2 separate regions of the Bombyx mori genome follow, and region 2 is linked to region 1. A link is a contact called in public Hi-C data. All regions are on one chromosome and are shown on one strand. Each heading gives the region's core, a stretch centred on a gene start, on an enhancer-like site or on the middle of the called end of the contact. The rest is flanking DNA. Distances are from core to core; before and after follow the strand shown.

Evidence for each region. Hi-C and Micro-C count contacts between places; a contact is called where the count stands out from the background.
Region 2: a contact with region 1 is called in a Hi-C map of middle silk gland, with 1.6 times the contacts expected there. The contact joins two enhancer-like sites. A contact is called at or near these places in 3 of 7 Hi-C or Micro-C datasets (middle silk gland and whole pupa).

What each region holds. Positions count from the first base shown.
Region 1 is chr24:7,281,315-7,285,207 of ASM3026992v2, forward strand. All of the region lies in intron 1 of LOC101741339 (ribosomal protein S6 kinase alpha-5), which reads left to right. Among protein-coding and RNA genes, the nearest start is that of LOC134201255, 14 kb to the left of the region's middle. Within about 2 kb of position 1,932, at least 3 of the 8 cell types and tissues checked have open chromatin away from gene starts, as enhancers often do.
Region 2 is chr24:7,319,572-7,323,464 of ASM3026992v2, forward strand. The region is part of intron 4 of LOC101741339 (ribosomal protein S6 kinase alpha-5); the gene reads left to right. Among protein-coding and RNA genes, the nearest start is that of LOC134201255, 52 kb to the left of the region's middle. Within about 2 kb of position 1,635, at least 1 of the 8 cell types and tissues checked has open chromatin away from gene starts, as enhancers often do.

The sequences.
Region 1 (3,893 bases), core at 682-3,181:
TAAATACAGGGTCCGTTAAGTCTGGACTTAAATAAAGTTATAAATAATACAATAACTAGTATGCTTTCTATAGTGTTCCAGGATATTTTTTTTAAATATTGAACTATCATTATTGTTCTCATAAAGCCACTGGCAGACCATTCAGTAAATATGGTAGCCTTCTTTTAAGTATCTAGGACACCCAGTTTCAAAGAAAATAAAATTAATATTGTTTCTTGCGCATAATTAATTGCTTCAAATGTCATTGACTAAGTCATTTATGACTAGCACTGTTGACTGAATTAAAAATAATAACATACTAAACTATGTACTATTTTAAATAGATTAAGTACATTATATTTACTAAATTATATAAATATAGAATAACTGTTTGTAACTTTAACTTTCTGAGTGTGGCTCTGTTTATATCTTAACCTCACTTAAGGGGTGACAGATTTTAACCCACCTAATCCTAGTGAGTGGGATATCACTATAGTAATTATAAGTAAGTAGGTAAAACTTATCTATCAGCCGACACTGGCCCAAGTGAAAACACTTATCTAAAACTCGTAAAATTAAAAAATTGTGGTCATTTAGAATAACCGACAAACATTTTAAGCTGGTTCAATTTTACATTATGTTCTAGCAGTTATTTTGTATAGTCAATACGAGGACGTAAAAAAAAATTTGGCCGTTCCATAATATTTTAGATTTTTTTAGTGATGTATATCAACATAGATTTAGAAAAGGGTAAACCTTGAGATTCTTGAAGATTCGTCTCAGTCAGGAAACTGTACTCTGACTGGTGCTTAAGTTTTGAAAGCGTCTGTGGTTTAGGCCTGCTTGAATAAAAAATATCCTGATTTTGATTCGGAGTGAAAAAATTTACTTTAAATTATTGTCATCCATTTTCTTGTTTAGATAGTTTACATATATTTCTATATACGCATGTTCCTTTTTATGTCAATAAAAATGCTTTGTAATTATTGTTGCAAATGTATGAAAAAAATATAATAACATTAACCTCCATGTAGATACATGAGTAAGGCAAATTAATTAGCATAAATTTCCTTTTTTCTAAATTAAAAACTTACCTTATTATCAAGCAAGAAAAACGAACAGCATCTGATATTTTCATTCTTTTGGTATTTGAAAATTCAAATTTCAGTGTGTAAATGTTTATTATAACAATATGCGAATCGGGTAAACATTAAAAACGGATTTGGTAGTAATTAGTAAAAGAAACACTGAAAGAAGTAACAGAAAAAGTTCCTTCCTATAGCACGTTTTTTATTTTTTTATTGCCCTTGTAGGCATACGGCCCACCTAATGGTGAGTGCTTACCGGCTACCGCACCCTTCGAACCGAAACGCATTACTGCTTCACGGCGGAAATAGGCGGGGTGGTGGTACCTACCCGTGCGGACTCACAAGAGGTCCTACCACCAGTGATTACGCAAATTATAATTTTGTGGGTTTGATTTTTATTACACGATGTTATTCCTTCACCGTGGAAGTCAATTGTGAACATTTGTTGAGTACGTATTTCATTAGAAAAATTGGTACCCGCCTGCGGGATTCGAACACCGGTGCATCGCTTCAACACGAATGCACCGGACGTCTTATCCTTTAGGCCACAACGACTTCGAACTGGTTCATTAACTGTTTAATATCTGTGAAAGTGCACAAATTTGGGAAAATGAAACAAAACCGCAGAACGTAACTTCTCGGGATCCTCCAAAAAGTCCGCTGAAAAAATCTCAGTAAATGACTACCGTTTTACTGAGATTATATTTCATCTCTTAACATCTCATTTCATTTCATAATTTCAATTTTTCGTATAAAAAAGTTTTTATTCAAATTAAAATAAGACTTGACCTAAAGGTCTTAGTTACCAGGTCATAATATCCCATAAATAAATATATGTTATCAGTGGCATTGCGTCACCGGCGAATTTCGTGTGACTCAGATAGCCGTCAGATCCACATGATCGCGTTTCCAACTTGTCGTTAAGAACAGTATGTACGTCAAGCACGAAAATCAATCGAATTTGTAAAGTAAATGTATCGAGTACTCGATACGAAAACGGATCGTTACATTAGACAGTAGCACTCGATAGCCAGCCAGCCTTCGAGATTTACCTTTACCGTATGTCAAAACAATTTTCGTGCTCTCGATTATGAGTACAAGTTTCGAGTTTTGAAAACGTGACGATACGATCTATACTAATATATAATATTATAAAGAGGAAAGATTTGTTTGTTTGTTTGTTTCGAATAGGCTCCGAAACTACTGGACCGATTTGAAAAATTCTTTTTCCATTAGAAGCCGACATTGTCCCTGATGAACATAGGCTACTTTTTTTTAAATTTTTTTTATTTTTGTTTTATTTGTTTTCATGTGTGTTTTAATGTTTCCGAAGCGAAGCGAGGGCGGGTCGCTAGTCCTGAAATAAAAGTAAGCAACATTCATTCGTGCTGCTAAAATTGTTTCTTCTTACGGCTGTAGCTGTATTTCAATAAAAACAATATTGTTTCTATTGAAATACAGCTAACCGTGTTATAACACGGTAAATACGTTCCTGCAAAGTTCCGTGTTGTGCGAAACCGCGTTATATGGGACTAGAAGCCGGTACAAATTTGAGAGCAATTTTTAGCAGTCAAAGGTTAACAAAATCTACAAAGATAATAATATGACACCTCAAATTCTTAAGTCAAAAAACGTAACTCATAATCATTATAATATAAGTAACAATACCACTAACTTTTTCATTGTAATTTATGTAACGGCTTTCCCCGCCCTATAAACAGGAACGCATGACTGCTCCGTGACAGTAATAGGCATGATAGCGGTGCTTACCTGTGCGAGCCTACAACATACCTTACCGCCGATAACGCAAATTTATTAATTTTTATTAATTTGATTTTTTTATTTATATTTATTTAAAATCTTATTAATTACACAATATTAAATTAGATTTATTAAAAAGATTAAAAATTAGATTTATTAATTATTAAAAAAGATATTAGAAATACAATTTTTAATAGATTGCTCCTGATGGCGGTGTCTACGACACAAGCCACCAGTGGTTAGGACTACAGAGTGAGAAACCTCCTCACAATGCGTGCGGTATCGAGGGTAACTGCTTTCTGTATTTAGGCCCTTGACCCAGCTGGATAACGAAAGTTTCTTAAGCTGTTGATCGAGACTTTTCGCTATCAAGTCGTGTACCGACACAACTATTGGAACAATGATGGTTGAATGAATATGCCACATAGCGGTAGTCTCGTGAGCCAGGTCTAAATTTAATTTTATTAATTACTAGCTGACCCGGCTGACTTCGTAGTGCCTCAATCGATAAATAAAAGATCTAAATCTAAACTTTTGTATAAAATAAACTTAAAACAAACAAAAGGAATCCGTTCGATGGAGGATACATCAAAGGAAAAACAAAATTGTTATTTTTATTTATTTCCGAGCATTTTCATATTTATCTACCTTTTAAACCTTATCTGGACTTCCACACGTAATTCAAGACCAAAATTAGCCAAATCGGTCCAGCCGTTCTCGAATTTTAGCCAGACTAACGAACAGCAATTCATTTTTATATGTTAAAGTATGAATTCATTCATACACCGTATCGAATAGTTGTGGAGGATCACCAAGCAGACACCTATAGAGAGGAAGATACTTATGCGGAAGTGGCATTGAATTGGTCACAGGTTAAGAAAGCCCAATACCCACCTATCCAAGAGATTACTGTCCTGAAAAATGTTAATTCAAGTGTTGACAAAATATATGTTTTTTTGGAACGAATGGGAATCGGGACCGGGAAAAAACGTCCGTAACGTAAGATTTTTATTAGTAATGCACACAGTGTACGACTTAACTTTGTAATAACGTACAAAAAATAAC
Region 2 (3,893 bases), core at 385-2,884, 38 kb after region 1:
GTTTCGGTTTGAAGGGTGGGGCAGCCGTTGTAACTAACTTGAGACCTTAGAACTTATATCTCAAGGTGGGTGGCGCATTTACGTTGTGGATGTCTATGGGCTTCAGTAACCACTTAACACCAGGTGGGCTGTGAGCTCGTCCACCCATCAAAGCAATAAAAAAAAAAACTTCAATATATGTTACTTTCATTTTCATTATTACTCTTAAAATAAACATTAAATGTATATTAATATAATACCTAAGAGACCTATAAAAAATTCTGTGCGCCGGCTTTCTAAAAGTATCTTAGCGAGTGCCGAAAGGGAAAACCCCCTACCTATTCGCTGGTAGCCTAAGAGACTATTCCAGCTACGCCCGGACGCGCAGGTGAGCTCACGGGCTCAACCTGAGAGAATTTTCTAACACTAGCCCTAGCAAGAACAGTGCTTTGCAGAATCTACCATCGGATCGGAATCGCGACCCACTGAAAAGATCCGACGAGAAACTCAGTGGGCGGTGCCGAGTGAACGCACTCCAAGGGTCAGACATCTAGAAATATAGGTTTGGTACAGATATTTGTCGAAATACGTTGAACGATCCAGCAGCTTAGATACTGAAAAAGGTCAACAGACAGATTTTTATCTTTTATTCTGGTTGTTAATCCTGGAACCGCAACATGAATACTGAAATCTACGTTGTGACATTAGATGCGAATGTCTCTTCGTCTCTGCGCTCTTATAGCTGTTTAATTCACAGGACAAATTTCTATTGTCTGAAGTCTGCCCATCTAAATGAACAGTTTTTAAAGGTAACAACAATATTGTTCTCTAAATAAATCACAACACTAGCCCCTACGTCTATTGTTAGCGATCAACTAATTGGCGATGATGTACTACATGTTTTAGTGCCAAATAAGCTAATATACAGCTCGTTGTATAAATTATCCTATATCCCAATATTTTAAAGATGCCGACGGTCTATTAAGGTTCGCGGGGATCCGCTGGATGCAAGCAGAACAGGACCGATCTTTGTGGCGAGGCTTGGCGAGGCCTATGTCCAACAGTGGACCTCTGTGGGCTGATAGAATAGAATAATAAAGCTTTATGTTTCTTAACAGTACTAGAGTGTGATTAAAGTGTTTTCGTTGACTGGTACGAGAATCTCCGGAGACGAAATGTCTCATCCAAAATCTCAAATGCCTTTGTAATGAATTATATTTAATTAGCGACCCGCCCTCGCTTCGCTTCGGAAACTGTAATTTGTTATTGATTTGTCCACTATTTAATGGATGTTATAATACATATAAACCTTCCTCTTCAATCACTCTATCTATTAAAAAAACCACATCAAAATCAGTTGCGTAGTTTTAAAGATTTAAGCATACATAAGGACAGAGAAAGCGACTTTGTTTTATACTATGTAGTGATACTATTAAGGTATCGTTCAAAGACCTGCCTTTCGGGCCCTATGAAATGTATTCGGTTTCCAAGGATATTCCAAAAGTGCCGTGTGAACGCACTTTGAGGGTAGAAACACAGGGTCAGAGGTCAGAGGTCACATTTAACCTTGATCGTTCTTCACCAGGACGTTCCCTTCGGGGTTAAGGACGTTCTCAAGTTCGCTTCGAAATGCCTCACTTTGAATAAACAGGGGTCTATACGTTAAGTAGGTAGAGAGGATATAAATAGTCGCCGTGGCGTAATGGATGTGACCGTGTACTCTTATCGACCGATTCTATAATGCCGGTATTCAAATCTAGTAATTAGGTACCGTTTTTTCTAAGGCCGTAAGCACTTAACATGTGATCACATGAAGGATATTCACGATGAAGGAAAAACCGCGGGCTATGATTAATGAAACCTCAAAATTTTGTAAATTTTGCGCAATTACCGGTGTGCCCTATTCTGTTATTGTAAGCCCTCAACGTCAACGTTCTCGTCGAACCCTTTGCTTGCGACGAAGGGCTCGGCGAGTAAATTAACCCATAGACACAGCCCACTGAGTTTCTTGCCGGATCTTCTCAGTGGGTCGCGTTCCGATCCAGTGGTAGATTTTGCGAAGCACGACTATTGCTAGGGTTCGTGTTAGCAACGTCGTCATGTTTGAGCCACGTGAGCTCACCTAGTTATTTTTAGTCTCGCCTGTTTTCAATATCTTCATAATCAAGATCTCCATAATAATTAAATAAAACCAAAAATGTTATAAATAAAATGAATTTAAACCTTGTAGCGTCAGTGATTACGGTCGATGTTCGGTCATTTGGCGAATATTATTATAGTTTAAATCGGTGATTTTTCTGAAAACGTTACTTCGATTCTATGTAGCGTTCGGTGTACAGATTGCACGTAACCGTGTGAACATATATTATTGAACAATTAAATTAAAATGCGCCTATAAAACGATTCTATCGCAATAAAATCTTATTTTAACTATTTCATTCATAATGATATTTTATTATAAGGAAGCAATAACAAAACTAAGGAAATATTTTATTGATTGTGTTATAAGAAACAATGGAAGATTAATATAATATATTATTATACCTAATGGTTTCAAATCTATGCTCGTTATGCTCAGAATCACATTTTTATGGTACATAATATAATAATTGTAAATAGACGTGCTTTAACAAAAACCGACTTCAAATAGAAAAAAAAAAGATATTCCAAAACATATTAATATACTCTAAAAAAACAATAATCATCGAAATCGCTTGGCGTGATATTGAGTTATTCATCTATTAGTCGCGCACGTACTTAATGCGAATTTAGGCCTTATATGGCATTCTCATGGATACCATTATATGACTAATTTGAACTAAATTAAAATGGGACCACACGGGAAGCGTCAGCTTTCTAATAAAAACGAATCATCAAAATCGACTCACCCAGTCAAAGGTTATGAGGTAAAAAACATTTAAAAAAAATGAATGTTTCAAAGTTTTCATTCGAATGTTTCAAGGAATTTACTTCAAGCACAACGCAGAACTTAGGAAACACAAAATAAAGATTCAAATTATGAAAAAAAAAAAACTTTTCAATTACTTATATACAAAATAAAAAACAAAAATTTCTAATCTATACGCTATAAGATAAATAGTCCTTGAATAGTTAGTAATGGTATTGCAGACGAGGAAAAGCATAAAAGAAAACATATTTGTGTGTTACCTAAACGTATTTTTCGTCTGTCGTATTTTTTTAAGAGTTCCGATTTTTTTATTTCATTTTATTCCACATTTTTGAGCTCTTTTTATTTTTAGTTAATAAGTTTTTTTATCACAACAATCGTCCACATCACAAACATTTCGCTATAATCTGAGTTGAGAAAATAAGACATCCTCTTATATGAGTCGTCTATTATCAAAGGTGGCAATCTGCGCATTTGGACAAAAAAAATTTATTGATATGTCAATACAGATTGATTTGAATATAATCGTCTCCTTCAAAGAATACGGTTCAAAACCTGCATTAAATAAAGGTTAATAGTTAACCTGTTATTTATCTAAGATGTCGTTCCGAAGAGTTTTGTGACTGCCAATGGAATACAAAGTCAATAATTCGTTTTTCTGATTTACCAATCATTGTCCAAAAGTCAGATTGCCGGCTTTGATAATAGTCGACTCATATACCAAGTCCACAATCGATACGACTCTAATGACAACACCGCATTTAAGTTCATCAAAAGATTTGGACTGTAGAGTGTGCCAAAGAATAAGACATACGCGCGAAAGACATTACCCTATTTCGGCAGTCGGATGAATAACATATTTAGATGAAATTGACTGACTAATATTATTAGCTTTTTTTTTTATACGATTAGAAACTTTAATTTTTTAATTAGAATTTACAAATAATTGACAAACTTTCACATAATATTACATTTATATAAACACTGATGTGTTTTAGAGGTCTGT